2 separate regions of the Rattus norvegicus genome follow, and region 1 is linked to region 2. The links are chromatin contacts, called in public Hi-C maps. All regions are on one chromosome and are shown on one strand. The core of a region is the stretch at or near the end of the contact, and the rest is flanking DNA. Distances in the headings are between cores, read along the strand shown. Region 1 overlaps Pdzd2 (PDZ domain containing 2). Region 2 overlaps Pdzd2 (PDZ domain containing 2).

Region 1 (3,199 bases), core at 491-2,990, 190 kb after region 2:
TGTGTGTGTGTGAGAGAGAGTGTGTGAGTGTGTGAATGTGTGTGTGTGTGAGAGAGTGTGTGTGTGTGAGTGTGTGAGAGTATGTTTGAGGAAGTATGAAAATGCCCTAAAGGGATTGGGGATGTAGCTCAGTGGTAGAGCGTTTGCCTAGTAAGCACAAGGCCCTGGGTTCGGTCCCCAGCTCCGAAAAAAAGAAAAGAAAAAAAAAAAAAAAGAAAAAAAAAAAGAAAAAAAAAGAAAATGCCCTAAAATTAGACATAATGACTCGCTCTTCTGTGAATGAATATTATAAAGGAAATATTTTCCAGAAAGTGAAATATGCCTCCGTAAAGCTAGTGTACAATGAAAGCTTACTCCTAAAATGCCTTCATATTACTGATCGCAATTATTTCTGAAATGGGAAGGCAGTTTTCCAAGCATGTCCCAGGAAATCAAGAAGTCCGTGTACCAGGAATACCAGTACAGTCTAATGTGTTGATCCAAAGCTAGAATACAGTAAGGAGCCGGTAAATGCCCTTGTACGGATTGAAACGATAAAGATTAAGAGGCTGACCGTCGGGGGTGGGGGTGGGGGAGACAATGCAGTCAGTGGAATGATTGCAGCACAGGTGTGAGGACCTGAGTTTGATCTCCAGAGTCTATGTAAAAGGCTGGTGTGGCAGCATGCACCTCTAATCCTAGTGATGACAGGGTGACACAGGAGGGCCCCAGAGGCCTGCTGGCCAGCAAATCTTGCATCAGATCACAAGCATAGCTTTTTACTCAAATCTATTATAAAAGAAAGAAAAAGGGAGCGTCTGAGAGGAACAGGGAAAGGGATGGAGGGAGGGCAAGAGGGGGCTGGTTCTTTTAGGATTAGTGAAGAACTGTCACTTAAGAGTGCCGGGGACCCTCACTCCTGCCTTTTAGCCTTGGTGGCAGTGAAGAGATAGAAAAAGCACACTTTCCTCCTTTGCTCTGGCCCAACTGGAAACCAACACAACACCCTGCAGAATTGAGTGATGTGTGTGTGTGTGTGTGTGTGTGTGTGTGCGTGCGTGCGCGCGCGCGTGCTCGTGCACGCTCAAGAGCCTGTCCACATAATTATCCCATGGAAACTGAACACTTTTTCAACACTTCTCCTTTCTGTTTATACCTGTGCTCCATTATTTTGTGTCTTTCTAATTAAAAAGGAATACATGTTCCCCAAAACCTAAAAATTACATCTCCCTCCACTGAATAATTGAAGGCCAACTGAATTTGAACTGCTTCCTTTCATAAGCTGTAACCTTACGTCTCTCCATTCACTGAAACTAAAAGGAAGGAAAAGCTTCCGTTTTGTTCGGCACCTGTTAAAAAACATGCCTGTAGAAACTAGAACAATCTTGTTCTAAAAAGCAATCTACACGTGCCAGACGGCAGAGGGACGCCATTGTTTAATGTACAACAGCCACGGTGCAGCCTCTTCCCCTAGCTGACTCAGTGTTGCAGGGTCTCACCAAAAGGTAGGCAGCATCATTACAAACCACATTTCTAACCACATTTGATTGGTGCACTGCACACCGCCATGAAATAAACAATTAAACAGTGCCCTCCAGAGGCCACTGGGAATTTAACTATACTGACAGATTCTGGAAAAAGTCCAAAGAAAAGGCAATTTAATTTTCTTCTGTGTTTATGTGGAATCAGCACTTGGGCGTGGCGTCCCTCGGTGGATGAGAACCAGCTCTGCCTCCATAGTGGACCTCTGACAAGGATTAATCTGTTTACAAAATATCCTTTATGAGGACATGGAAATGTCATGGAACACAGGCCAGCCGGGCATGGTGGGAACTGGTGTGTCTATCCCTGTCTTCCTGGGAACCATCTCAGCCTGCATGCCCATGATGTGAAGGAGCTGGCTTTCTCTCTCCTTCTGTGACGGCTGTGTGCTTTGCTCCAGCTGCTTCTAAAACCTGATTCCAGGGGTCTTCCATGAGACCTTTTCAGTCTGTTTATGCCTCTGAGCAGCCTGGTCTCACCCGCTCAACTTCAAACTCCCAGCAGACCAATCTAGCTGCCAATCAAGTCTCCAGGCAGGACCCGGATTGAGGCTAACTCTCCAGGTGGAATGGCCAAAAGGTAGGGGTTGGAATGGGGATTTGCCGGTAGAGGGAGAAAGGGCCAGAATCCCGAGGCACAGAACAAACTAGAATACCCATAACTTCATGCAGGAAGGGGACAAGTGCTCCAAAGGATGTTTTCCTACTACCCATGAGCCACTGTTTCTAGAGGGTGCCCTGCACCACTGTCCATGATCCCCCTACACATCACTTTGCCTAACCCCTGCAGACCTCGCATGGGTTCCGTCCTGTATCAGCTCTATCTTCACAAGGAGCTACTGGCAACAATGTCTGTATGTTTAGCTTTCTTCCCCCCAAGGCTGATTTTCATTTAAAAGTGTGATCCAACGCTTAGCAAGGTTGAGCCAAGGTCTAAACCAAAGCTTCTGATGCTAATGCTGGGCCGTTAGCATTAGCCACCTTCTTTCCCCTGACGAAGCTACACTGAAAAACCCCACCAGAATGGATCTCATTCTCAGGGAGATGCAATCAGGAGGAAGGTGTGATTCTCTCATGGAGAACAGTGAGCAGAGACTGGAAGGGGACTGCTACTGACCTGCTCACAATCCTTTTCTCCTACTGTGCAACAAATGCCAGCCACGCAGAGGCTTTGGGGAAACACCCATCATTCAGATGTTCAATATGTTATCTGTTTTGTTTGTTTGAAAGTGCATGGATAGATGAAGGTCTGCACCCATGCCCTGTAGCCTCAGAGGCCAGAAGAGGGCGCTGGATCCCAGGTACTAGAGTTATAGGTGGTTGTGAGCCTCCATGGCCGTGTTAGGAATGGAACTTGGGTTCTTTGGGAGAAGAGGCGGTTCTCTTAACAGCAAGCCATCTCTTCAGCCCTTACTATGGTTCTTAGAGGAGAAATCAAGTCACAGGGTAGCTCTGCTCAGCATGGCATAAGGCTGGCATGGGATGCTGGCTGGAACTGCCAACTGTCTCATCTACAGCTCAGGTCCTCCAAGAGCCCCGGAGGCTGGCAGAATCCAGTTGTTCACAGTTCTTGACTCTTCGCTTGGGTATCCGATTTCCTTTGGCCAGACGGGAACATTCTCCCTATACCTTCTGCTTCTGGCTGAACTGCTGTGAGAGTGTTCGTGCGATTCGGTGAG
Region 2 (2,910 bases), core at 53-2,552:
TGGAACCCAGGCTACCTTTATTTCAAAGTGAGCGGCTCAAAAGGCTCCGGGGCCTTTTCTTTTCTGTGCTGATCTTTTCCTGGATGAACTAGGAGAAGCACACCTTTGTGTGTCTGCTTTCACACTGGTATGGCTGCCACTTCCTTGTATAAAGTGGCTGAAAGGATTCATGGGCAGAAATATGGACTGGGGTTTGTGACTTGACTGAGAGGCTCCTGAAAATTGGTTGGTGGTCCCCGAATGCATTTTGACTCACCTTTTTGGCCAGAGAGGGGCTCTTCAAGGGGGTACCTGTGTGGAAGGAATTCGCAAAACGGTTAATGTGGTGAAGCTCACACATTATGAACAAGCAGGCTCATAGAGTTCACCAACCAAAGGGAGGGACCAAGTGTATTCAACAGAACTGTCCTTTGCCTGGGTGCCACTAATGAGTTGCATGCATAGGCAGATGCACTCATACAGTTTCTCTGAGTAGCCACCCCTATTATCTATCTATCTGGGTACCCCCTCCCCCTTCCCATCCCACCCCCTTCCCTCCCTCAAGACCCTGCTCATGGCTCTGATGCTTCCCCCTGCAATCCCGCTGAGCATTCTATCTGACGGGACAGTTTAATGGTGCCTGGATCTCTGCATCTCCCCTTCTCCTCTGTGCAACAAACCCCAGAGCACCTGCTGTCTGCTAAGGACCCAGCCATGCTTGCTGAATGGCTGGAAGGATGAATGAACCAATGAACCCCATCCAAGGAACTCATGAAAGAACCAGGGAAGTGGTGGGGATGCTGGTTTTCCTCTTTAGCTGACGGGTGAGGAGCTCAGCCTGTAGACTTTAAATTACATGTCACAGGCAAAAGAGATTTAGGGCATGAGAATTCCGGCTTAAAAAAAATAAAAGTCTTTGCTGTCTGATCAAGTAGAGATGTTGGGATGAAGAGAACCCAGCGTTCAGGCTGAATAAAGAGCCTATTATGGCCGAGTCCACTTTAAATATATTAATTATGGATGCAAATCACCAGGGATTTCATGGCTGTCCCCAATCCTGTTCCTTTTCCTCTGACATCCAGTAACTCATATCTCCCAGTTCCTTTTCCTGCAGGGCATCAATCCGAACGTCAGAGAAGTCTCTAGTCAAGTGAGCAATGGCTGCAGAATCCCTCCTAGGTTTCCACACTAAGGAGACTGTTTATACAATGCTCTAAGTGAAGAAGAAACGCCGAGGAGAACTGCAGCCTTTCCTGCCCCAGCATTTCCACACAAGGAGGAAAACTGGAGAACATTTTCTGCCTCCAGCAGCCAACTGGAGGTGCTTTGTACTGAAACTTCCAAGTCCATAGAGGGAAACCTCAGCGTTTTGCATGAATAACACTCTGTATTACTACATGACTCTTGTTTGGGTGTCAAGTATCATTGACCTATGCATTTCAAATGAGTCATGAAGATTCATGAATGTCTGTGAGCTTTCTTTCTCAAATTATTTGAAGGCCATATAGGCAGCATGCGTGATTGGACCTTTAATGAAGCACATTAAATAACTGTAGAAATCAAAAGAGGGAACCAAGACAGAGTGTAGGCCCTGTCAGCAACTGTCACCGGCAATTACAGAGAACCGCGTGCCCCAGCTAGGAGTACCCGTGGGTGAACCTGACGAGAACCGTGTCTCAGCAGTGAACAAGCCGCCATACCGAGGCCGGGGGAGGAGTTGGCTTCTCTGCTTTCCTGGTAAGTGCTGCGTGCTATCACTTCGTCCATTTCCTGCTCCGAGACCTGAGTTTCAGCAGAAAGCGCAAATTAGACGTTGGTTTGTATTTATTTCTCCTCAATAAAAAAAGACTGGAAACACCTTAGAAGCAGTAACTCAGACCGCCTAAGTCCAGTTGAATGGTGGGTGGCTTCAAGGTATAAACAACAAGACCACCAACTGCACCTCACTGACTCTGCCCCTCTTCAGAACACTTAGCTCTCATTCTTCTTAAAGAACTCACAGTCAGGCCAGTGAGATGGCTCAGATGGTGAAGGCTGCTTGCTGCCAAGCCTGACGACCTGAGTTCAAATCATGGACTCCTGACCATTGTTCTCTGACCTCTCCCCATGTACCCTGCTGGCACATGCCAATGCATAACACACATGCATACGTACATACAAAATAAATAGATAACAATTAAAAAATTAAGAACATTAGCCAGGTGGTGAGTGTTAGCACACACCTTTAATCCCAGCACTTGGGAGACAGAGGCAGGTGTCTTGAGTTCAAAACCAGCCTGATCTACAGAGTTCCAGGCTAGCCAGGGCTACAGGGAATCCCTGTCTCCAAAGATCAAAACAAACAAACAAACAAATAAATAAAAATAAAAATTAAGAATATTAAGAAACAAACCAAAACGACCCCTGGGGGGGTGGGTGGCAAGATCGCTTAGAAATAAGGGAGCTACCACAAGCCTGAGAGTATGGCTGCACTCTCGGGAGCAGTGCGGTAGAATCAATCCCTATCTGTTGCCCTCTGACCTCCACACGTGCACTGTGGCACATGTACCAACAACGCAAACACACCTATGCAAAAAATGAAAATGTAAGCTAAAATTTTTTATTCTAACGAAAACTTATACACTATGCCAGAACAGTAAAAGACTGCACTATTTGTCTAAATTCACTATTTCTTAAGGTATATTTTATGCACATGGACATTTTGCCTGAATGGGTGCACATGCCTTACTGCCCTCAAGGCAGAAGAGGGCATTGGCTACCTTAGAACTGGAGTCGCAGTCGTGAAACTTGTGTGCTGAAACCAAACCTGGGTCCTTTGCAAGAGCAACCAACACTCTAACCACTGAGCCATCTCTTCAGCGTCCTCAATTCATTAACTTCTCACCTCATTTACAGTATTCCTTCTTATTTTTTGCTAAACCATTTGCAGAT

Evidence for each region. A called contact is a pair of places that touch in the nucleus more often than the background predicts.
Region 1: a contact with region 2 is called in a Hi-C map of Schwann cells, with 7 times the contacts expected there. The contact joins two enhancer-like sites. A contact is called at or near these places in 7 of 12 Hi-C or Micro-C datasets (the A7r5 cell line, the Rat2 cell line, Schwann cells and 4 more) and 1 of 1 datasets of contacts at active chromatin or transcription factors (oligodendrocytes).

What each region holds. Positions count from the first base shown.
Region 1 is chr2:63,330,186-63,333,384 of GRCr8, forward strand. The region is part of intron 2 of Pdzd2 (PDZ domain containing 2); the gene reads right to left. Among named protein-coding and RNA genes, the nearest start is that of Pdzd2, 170 kb to the right of the region's middle. Within about 2 kb of position 1,741, at least 12 of the 93 cell types and tissues checked have an H3K27ac peak or open chromatin away from gene starts, as enhancers often do. A contact at or near this core is called in Schwann cells, where this site is marked.
Region 2 is chr2:63,142,134-63,145,043 of GRCr8, forward strand. Pdzd2 (PDZ domain containing 2) reads right to left here. Exons shown (of 24, transcript NM_022940.2): 14 at 1,680-1,761; 15 at 257-291. Among named protein-coding and RNA genes, the nearest start is that of Golph3, 69 kb to the left of the region's middle. Within about 2 kb of position 1,303, at least 3 of the 93 cell types and tissues checked have an H3K27ac peak or open chromatin away from gene starts, as enhancers often do. A contact at or near this core is called in Schwann cells, where this site is marked.